2 separate regions of the Mus musculus genome follow, and region 1 is linked to region 2. A link is a contact called in public HiChIP or PLAC-seq data. All regions are on one chromosome and are shown on one strand. The core of a region is the stretch at or near the end of the contact, and the rest is flanking DNA. Distances in the headings are between cores, read along the strand shown.

Region 1 (4,062 bases), core at 896-3,395, 840 kb after region 2:
TGTTTTTCCTTCCTCGCTTTCCCCCAACATTAGGAGTGACTTTTTTTTTTTTTTTTTTTTTTTTTTTTTTTTTTTTTGTCCCTGGCTGTCCTGGAACTCACTCTGTAGACCAGGCTGGCCTTGAACTCAGAAATCCACTTGCCTCCCAAGTGCTGGGACTAAAGGCATGTGCCACCACTGCCCGGCTAGGAGTGACTTCTAAGAGAAGGTACTGTGTTCAACACCTACAAGCCCAAACTAAATACCACTTACATTCCTTCTCCCAGGATCTGATAGAGATAAAAATTCAAAACGTATGCAAATAAGGAAGCTAGCACAATGGCTCAGTGGATTTGAATCATCACAAGCACAAGAGTAAACAGGGGAGAGGCAAGAAAATAAGGAAAGCAAAGAGGGAGAGGAAGCAGGAGGGCTGGAGACAGAAGACTCTACTACAGTACCACAAAGGCACAGAAGCCTGTGTGGTTGTTTCTGCCTATCTTCCCAGCACCCAGGGAGAGAGAGAGGATGGCTCAATGAATGAAGGTGGTTGCTACTAAGCCTGACAAAAGTTCAATCCCCGGAACCCAGAGAATGAGAGAACTGACTTCTGCAAGCTGTCCTCTGACTTTCACGTGCACACCACAGAACACACATGTGTGTAAGTGTGCACACATACACAAAATAGCAAATGTCTATTACACAAAATAGCAAATGTCTATTTAAAAAGAAGATATGGAAAGGAGATCTTGGTCATGACAGAATAGTCTCTCTCTCTCTCTCTCTCTCTCTCTCTCTCTCTCTCTCTCTCTCTCTCTCTCTCTCTCCCTTGCCTCAGGCTCTGCCTTTGTGGGAATAGAATCCAAGACAAATTGGTGACTATCAAGTGATGGTGTCTCTGTCCGCAAGGGTGCGACTCTCTTGTTCACTTGCAGGTGAGAAAGGAGCAGTGAAGCAAAGTATTCAAGATATTGGCAGGAGGATATTGTCAACTGGTGACCAGGACGACTAAAATGAACAGGGGAGCGTTAGGAGATCAGGTGATAAGCACATGGGTACAGTGAGTCAGCTTCCTTCCGTCACTGTGGACATGGGGATTTGCACACAGTGTGGCTGTGTAGCTCTATTGTGTTTCACTGAAAGTGTGGGATTTTAAAAAAAAAAATCTGTGGTGGTGGGAATGCTCCTTACTCGGCACAGTGCTTGCCTGTCATCTAGAAAGCCCTGGGTTCAGTCCCCAACACTGCACAAACACGTTGTGGTGGCACACACATGCCATCCCAGGACATGGAGTTGGACTCAGCAGAGTCAAGAGTTCCAGGCCAGCCTCAGACCAGCTTGAGATACTGGGATCCATGAGATACCTGTATCAGAAACAAGGTAGACGTATGCTGGATAGTTTTCGCTTACCTTGACACAAGCTAGAGTCATTGGAGAAGGAGAATTGGTTCAGAAGATGCCTTCAATAAGATCAGGCTGAACAAAGACAGGGGCGAGGGATTGAAAAGTAGGCTTGTTACAAAGTGAAAAGGGCTCCAAAGGCTTGGGTCCCAAGAGAGAAAAGCTACCAGTCCGTATGCCTTGGGAATTTTTACAGGAATTATGGCAGAAACTGGACAAGAACTAAGGTCATTTCCATTGAGTTTGGTTTATTTCTGGGTACAGATCAAGCCAATGAGCCTCACATGCTCTGTGCATGTCCCCCAGACCTGGCTGGGGAGATGGTCACACACTGCCCACTCAGGACACTGAACAGGCATCATAGTTGCTCTGCCTATTCGTTCTCTTTTCGCCTAGGCTTGGTCTGTCAGCTGACCTTAGCTGAGACTGCTGGCATTAATTACATGTGTTGCCTTTGTTCTCACGTTCCTATGACCGGCCTGCAGTTAAGAATGCAAATGAACACATGACCCTGTCTTTTTGTTTATGGGGAACTAACTCCTACCACAACTACCAAGATACAGCTGTGTTTTTCTGGGTATATCATAGCTAGTTTCTTGCCTGTGGGATGGTATGGGGTGGTCTCCTTCCTAGAAGAGGAGGAAACTTTTTATAATCTGTCCTTACCCATAAGTCAACCTGCTATGGTTAGATATACGGGCATGTGAGGGGACAATAGTGCTTGGCTTATGTTCCTGAATTGGGGGCTTTCTGGAAGCCAGCTAGAGCCCGCTGAGACAGACCTGCTATTTCCTCTTGCCTGATGAGCTGCAAGCTCTTGTGTTTAACGTCCCAAGTGTTTATTGTTTTAAGCCTAATGTTCCTTTGAACTCTAACATGTATTTTACTGTAACCAATTAGTTTTAATAATTTTTATAGTATGTCTATTTGTTTTGGTGTTCTGTTTGTTTATTTTTTTGGACAGGATCTCATACAGCGCAGGCTGGGTTTGAACTCATGTTCCTTCTTCTCACTTTCGAGATTGGGGTTATAGATGTGAATCACTACACTTAGCTATATATCTTTTCATAAGACATTTCACTTATTTCTAAGAGACTAAACAGAGACTCCCTTCCATTAAAGATTAGAGAAAATAAACTGTAGTCAGCCCAGGTGTTGGGAGCCGCCCCCACATTCGCCGTCACAAGATGGCGCTGACATCCTGTGTTCTAAGTGGTAAACAAATAATCTGCGCATGTGCCAAGGGTATTTTACCACTACTTGTACTCTGCCTTTCCCGTGACGTCAGCTCGGCCATGGGCTGCAGCCAATCAGGGAGTGATGCGTCCTAAGCGAAGGATAACTCCTCCTTAAAGGGGACGGGGTTTCCGCCATTCTCCTCTCTTGCTTGCGCTCTGGCGCGCTTGCTCTAAAAGATGTAAACAATAGCTCTCTTACTTGCGCTTCTTGCGCTTTCACTCTGGCACGCTGGCGCTCTGGCTCTTAAAGATGTAAGAAGGGGGCTTTCGTTTTTGGGGTTTGGGGTTTTGCGCTCCTGCTCCTGAAGATGTAAGCAATAAAGTTTTGCCGCAGAAGATTCTGGTTTGTTGTGTTCTTTCCTGGCCGGTCGTGAGAACGCGTATAACAGTTGGTGCCGAAACCCGGGACGAGAAAAAATCCGGGACGAAAAAATACAAGAAAACTCGGGACCGGCGCAAGGAAGATCCCTCATTCCAGAACCAGAACTGCGGGTCACGGTAATAAAGGTTCCCGTAAAACAGACTGTTGAGAAGGATTCAACTGCATGAATTCAGAACTTTTCAGCTGGGAAACAGAAGTACCAGTGAGTACAGCTTTACAAGGTAAGTCTGGTCTTGAACTTTCTAAGGAAATTCAAGACAGTCTATCAGAAGTAAAGTGGAAAATAGCTTTACAAGGTACGCCTGGCCTTGAACTTTCTAACGAAATTCAAGACAGTCTATCAGAAGTAAAGTGGAAAATAGCTTTACAAGGTATGTTTGGCCTTGAACTTTCTCTAGTGTTAGAAGCCCTTTTGTTCCTTTTCACATGTTATCAAGTGGTTAAGGCAGGGCGGATTCTGGATGAAGTTCAGGACAATCTATCAGAAGTAAAGCGGGGAGAGAGAATAGGAACAAAGAGAAAATATGGTTCACAAAATAAGTATACAGGCCTTTCCAAGGGTCTTGAACCCGAGGAAAAGTTTAGGTCAGGTAAGAATACCTGGGGAGAGATTAGAAGGAAGAAAAAGGAAAAAGAAAAGAAAAAAGATCAATTAGAGGAGCCAGTTCTTAGTAGTTCTGAATCAGATAAAAAGGCTATTAGGGCCTGGAAGGCGCTCTCCCGAGCAGGTGAAGCCACTGGACAATAATGACAGAGGCAGGCTCTTACAGCCTACAAGGTCTTATTGTCCACCCTAGAGTTATAGATCAAGATTATACAGGGGAACTTCAGGTTCTCTGTTCTTGTCCTCAAGTTGTCTTTTCTATATCACAAGGGGACAAAATAGCTCAACTAATAATTTTGCCAAGCCTACATGGCTGTTTTTTCTTCCTCTGGTATTCCTAGAGCTGCAAGAGGGATTGGTTCTACTGAAAATGATTCTGATTACTTAATAATGCCTTTAGATTGTTGTCAAATTTTATCTACTCACGTAGGGGTAAACCCTCGTGGCGTCAGGCCATT
Region 2 (4,092 bases), core at 1,274-3,773:
ATGTTGTTCCACCTATAGGGTTGCAGATCCCTTTAGCTCCTTGGGTACTTTCTCTAGCACCTCCATTGGGGGCCCTGTGATCCATCCAATAGCTGACTGTGAGCATCCACTTCTGTGTTTGCTAGGCCCTGGCATAGTCTCACAAGAGACAGCTATATCTGGGTCCTTTCAGCAAAATCTTGCTAGTGTATGCAATGGTGTCAGCGTTTGGAAAAGAGAGGCCCATTGAACTTGCGAACTTTATATGCCCCAGTACAGGAGTACACCAGGGCCAAAATGTGGGAGTGGGTAGGTAGGAGAGTGGGTGGGGGGGAGGGTATGGGGGACTTTTGGGATAGTATTGGAAATGTAAATGAGGAAAATACCTAATTTTATGAGCTGATTATGGGATGGATCCCTGGGTATGGCAGTCTCTAGATGGTCCATTCTTTCGTCACAGCTCCAAACTTTGTCTCTGTAACTCCTTCCATGGGTTTTTTCTTCCCAATTCTTAGAAGGAGCAAAGTGTCCACACTTTGGTCTTCGTTCTTCTTGAGTTTCATGCATTTAGCAAATTGTATCTTATATCTTGGGTATCCTAAGTTTCTAGGCTAATATCCACTTACCAGTGAGTACATATTGTGTGAGTTCCTTTGTGATTGGGTTACCTCACTCAGGATGATGCTCTCCAGGTCCATCCATTTGCCTAGGAATTTCATAAATTCATTCTTTTTAATAGCTGAGTAGTACTCCATTGTGTAAATGTACCACATTTTCTGTATCCATTCCTCTGTTGAGGGGCATCTGGGTTCTTTCCAGCTTCTGGCTATTATAAATAAGGCTGCTATGAACATAGTGGAGCATGTGTCCTTCTTACCGGTTGGGACATCTTCTGGATATATGCCCAGGAGAGGTATTGCGGGATCCTTCGGTAGTTCTATGTCCAATTTTCTGAGGAACCGCCAGACTGATTTCCAGAGTGGTTGTACAAGCTTGCAATCCCACCAACAATGGAGGACTGTTCCTCTTTCTCCGTATCCTCGCCAGCATCTGCTGTCACCTGAATTTTTGATCTTAGCCATTCTGACTGGTGAGAGGTGGAATCTCAGGGTGGTTTTGATTTGCATTTCCCTGATGATTAAGGATGTTGAACATTTTTTCAGGCACTTCTGTGCCATTCGGTATTACTCAGGTGAGAATTCTTTGTTCAGCTCTGAGCCCCATTTTTAAATGGGGTTATTTGATTTTCTGGAGTCCACCTTCTTGAGTTCTTTATATATATTGGATATTAGTCCCCTATCTGATTTAGGATAGGTAAAGATCCTTTCCCAATCTGTTGGTGGTCTTTTTGTCTTATTGACGGTGTCTTTTGCCTTGCAGAAGCTTTGTAACTTTATGAGGTCCCATTTATCGATTCTCGATCTTACAGCACAACTCTTAACTTTCAGGAGGGAATCCCTCAAAAGGTTGTTTAAGTTTGTTTTGCTTTTTGTTTTTAGCAATTTGCATAAACCTAGCCAGATCAAGGAAGAGGGAACCTTAAATGAAAAAATACTTCCATCAGATTACCTATAGGCATGCCTGTAAGGCATTTTTTTAAATTTATTATTAGTTTGGGAGAGCCCAATGCACTGTGGGGAGAGAGAGAGAGAGAGAGAGAGAGAGAGAGAGAGAGAGAGGTAGTATTACTATTTCTGTTAAAGTTTTGACTGAGTCTTTGGAAGTGAGTTGATAACCATTGACCCATTGACCCCAAATACATTAATATCCCATAACACACCCATAACAAGTTGATCAACTTCAGGAAATTTAACATTAACATCAATTCTGTGTCAGAGTACCTGGTGGTAGCCTCCTTTCCTTGACTGAAAGCTAAACAAACTATTTAAGGCACGTGTCATGACACACGGGAGAAAAAAAGCAAGGCTGTAACATGTTCTCAAGGTCCTGGACCCCAAAGAGGTGAACCTGACAGACCTGGCTCTCTGCTGAGTAGACTTTCACGACTGCTTTGTGGCCACCCAGGAGGACGAGACCCAGGGTGCAGCAAGAAAGGGTCCTTCCAAGACATAGCTATGTCAGTCCACACTGATTCCTCTAGTGCTGTCCCACTGCCTCCAGGTTTCCCCTCACCCATCCCTTGTTGAAACCTCCTTTTAGAAATTCAGTTTGAGAGCAGGCTAGCCCATCTGTTTTCAGCTTGAGAGCAGGCTAGCCCATCCATTTTCAGGGCTGAGACACCTGACTGATGGGAAGTTTATCAACTGTGGGCTGTGAGACGGAGGACAGAGAGAGGAGGACCAACACTTTGTATCTAGGAGAGAAGCACAGGAGGAACTCTGCTAATAACAGGGTGGGTGAGCAAGTGCCCCAACCACAAACAGAAACACACAGTGCAGACAGTAGCCCCATGCACCCTGGTCATTGGACAGTTTCAACAACATCTGCAGTTATGTATTTTTAGATGGACTCATGAAGCTGGAGATTCAGTTCAGTGGCTAGCACCGTGCACGCACGCACAAGGCTCTGGCTTCATCCCCCAGCACCACTGAAACCAGGTGTGGTTGTGCAAGCCTCTAACCCCAGCCCTAGAGGAGAGCAGCAAGCCTGAAGACTTCCTTAGCTACGGAGGGAGGGAGGGAGGCTGGAAGCTAGCCAAGGCTACACGAGATTATCTTTATAAATAGAATCAACAATTAACCTTTAAAACAGCTTCTTCTTTCCTGAATCCATTTTTTGTGGTCCCCCACCCCCCACCCCCATACAGAGATTCTCTGTTGACTGCATTCAGGAAACATTAGACAAGATCTAGAGACCTTGAGCGCCCACCAAGGCTCAGATAGATTCTCTGAGGGTGGAAGCTATGTGACATCATTAAAGAAAAAAGCCCTACAAAAACTCTGATTACAAATGACCTTGGTCTCCAGGACCTCTGAGGGGTCTTGGCTCAGGGCCTGTGGGCTGAGCTGGGAACTGAGAACTGGGTTGGGGACTAGGTGCTGGGACTGAGCATTGGGCCCTGGGCCCTGGGAGATGGCTGCTGAGTGCTGGGGAGCATTAGGCACTGGGGGCTGGGAGATGGCTGGTGGGGAATGGAGAACACTGGGCACTGGATACTGGGGAGCACTATGAGATGAGCCTGGGGAGCATTGGGAGATGGAAGCTGGGGAGCACTGAGAAATGAGGCTGGGGAGCACTAGGAGATGGGTATCAGGAAGTACTGGGTACTGAGGCTGGGGGCTGGGGAGCACTGGAGCTAAGAGCTGGGGGTGCAGTAAAAAGTCACAACAAAGCCCCAAGAAGCAGCTGGAATTATAAAGGACTCTAGTATTCTCTTCTTTTCCCTCCCTCCATCCTCCCTTCCTCTCTTTCTTCCTTCCTCTTTTTTCCCTGTCCCTTTCTTCCTCCCTCCCTCTGTCCCTCCCCTCCTTTTTTCTGTGTATCGTACTGCAAATTTACAGTGGGCCTAGCACATCCTACAAACCACACAGGCTCTGGACCACTGGCCCACATTTCCAGACCTCTTGGTACCCAGGCTGGCCTTAAACTCTTGGATAGTCCAGGCAAAGTCTTCCCATGACTGCCACTGCCCCAGCCTCTAGAGTAGCTGGGACTACCAGGCTGTGCCTCTGGGCTGGCTTGCTTCAGGGACTTCCCGGTTTGAGAATGCTCACTGAACCAAATTTCTAACTGTTGGGAATTTTTCTGAACTGCATCTGAGTTTTCTGTCCCTGAGAATGCTGTAGACTGGTGCTGCTTAAGCTTTTCTAGGCACCGAAATCATCCGTCCAGGTGCAGGCGGTGACTCAACAGGTTTCACAATTAATGAAATGCTGCACTTCTTTGCTGCTCATAAGACACCAGAGCAGCTGGTTCTCAGACCACACTCCCGGCTCTCACCTCACCTGTCTCCCCCAACAGATACAGCTGAGGCAGAATCGGAGCAGCCTGAAGGGCACAGATGCCTCTCTTCTGGGGTAACTTCCTCCTTATTCCTAGACACCCACAACGTTCTCTTCTTAGCTTCAAAATTTAGATCTTGTTAAGTTACAAGTTCATGAGGAAGGGCGATGGTTGTTACCTCTAGGGCATCATGACCTAGAACCTAGAGTC

What was found. HiChIP or PLAC-seq counts read pairs in DNA pulled down with a chosen protein or histone mark.
Region 1: a contact with region 2 is called in an H3K27ac HiChIP or PLAC-seq map of large pre-B cells, with 2.1 times the contacts expected there. The contact joins two enhancer-like sites.

The regions. Positions count from the first base shown.
Region 1 is chr6:146,687,171-146,691,232 of GRCm38.p6, forward strand. No RefSeq gene overlaps it. Among named protein-coding and RNA genes, the nearest start is that of 4930479D17Rik, 32 kb to the left of the region's middle. Within about 2 kb of position 2,146, at least 14 of the 459 cell types and tissues checked have an H3K27ac peak or open chromatin away from gene starts, as enhancers often do.
Region 2 is chr6:145,843,303-145,847,394 of GRCm38.p6, forward strand. No RefSeq gene overlaps it. Among named protein-coding and RNA genes, the nearest start is that of Gm38927, 3.0 kb to the left of the region's middle. Within about 2 kb of position 2,524, at least 34 of the 459 cell types and tissues checked have an H3K27ac peak or open chromatin away from gene starts, as enhancers often do.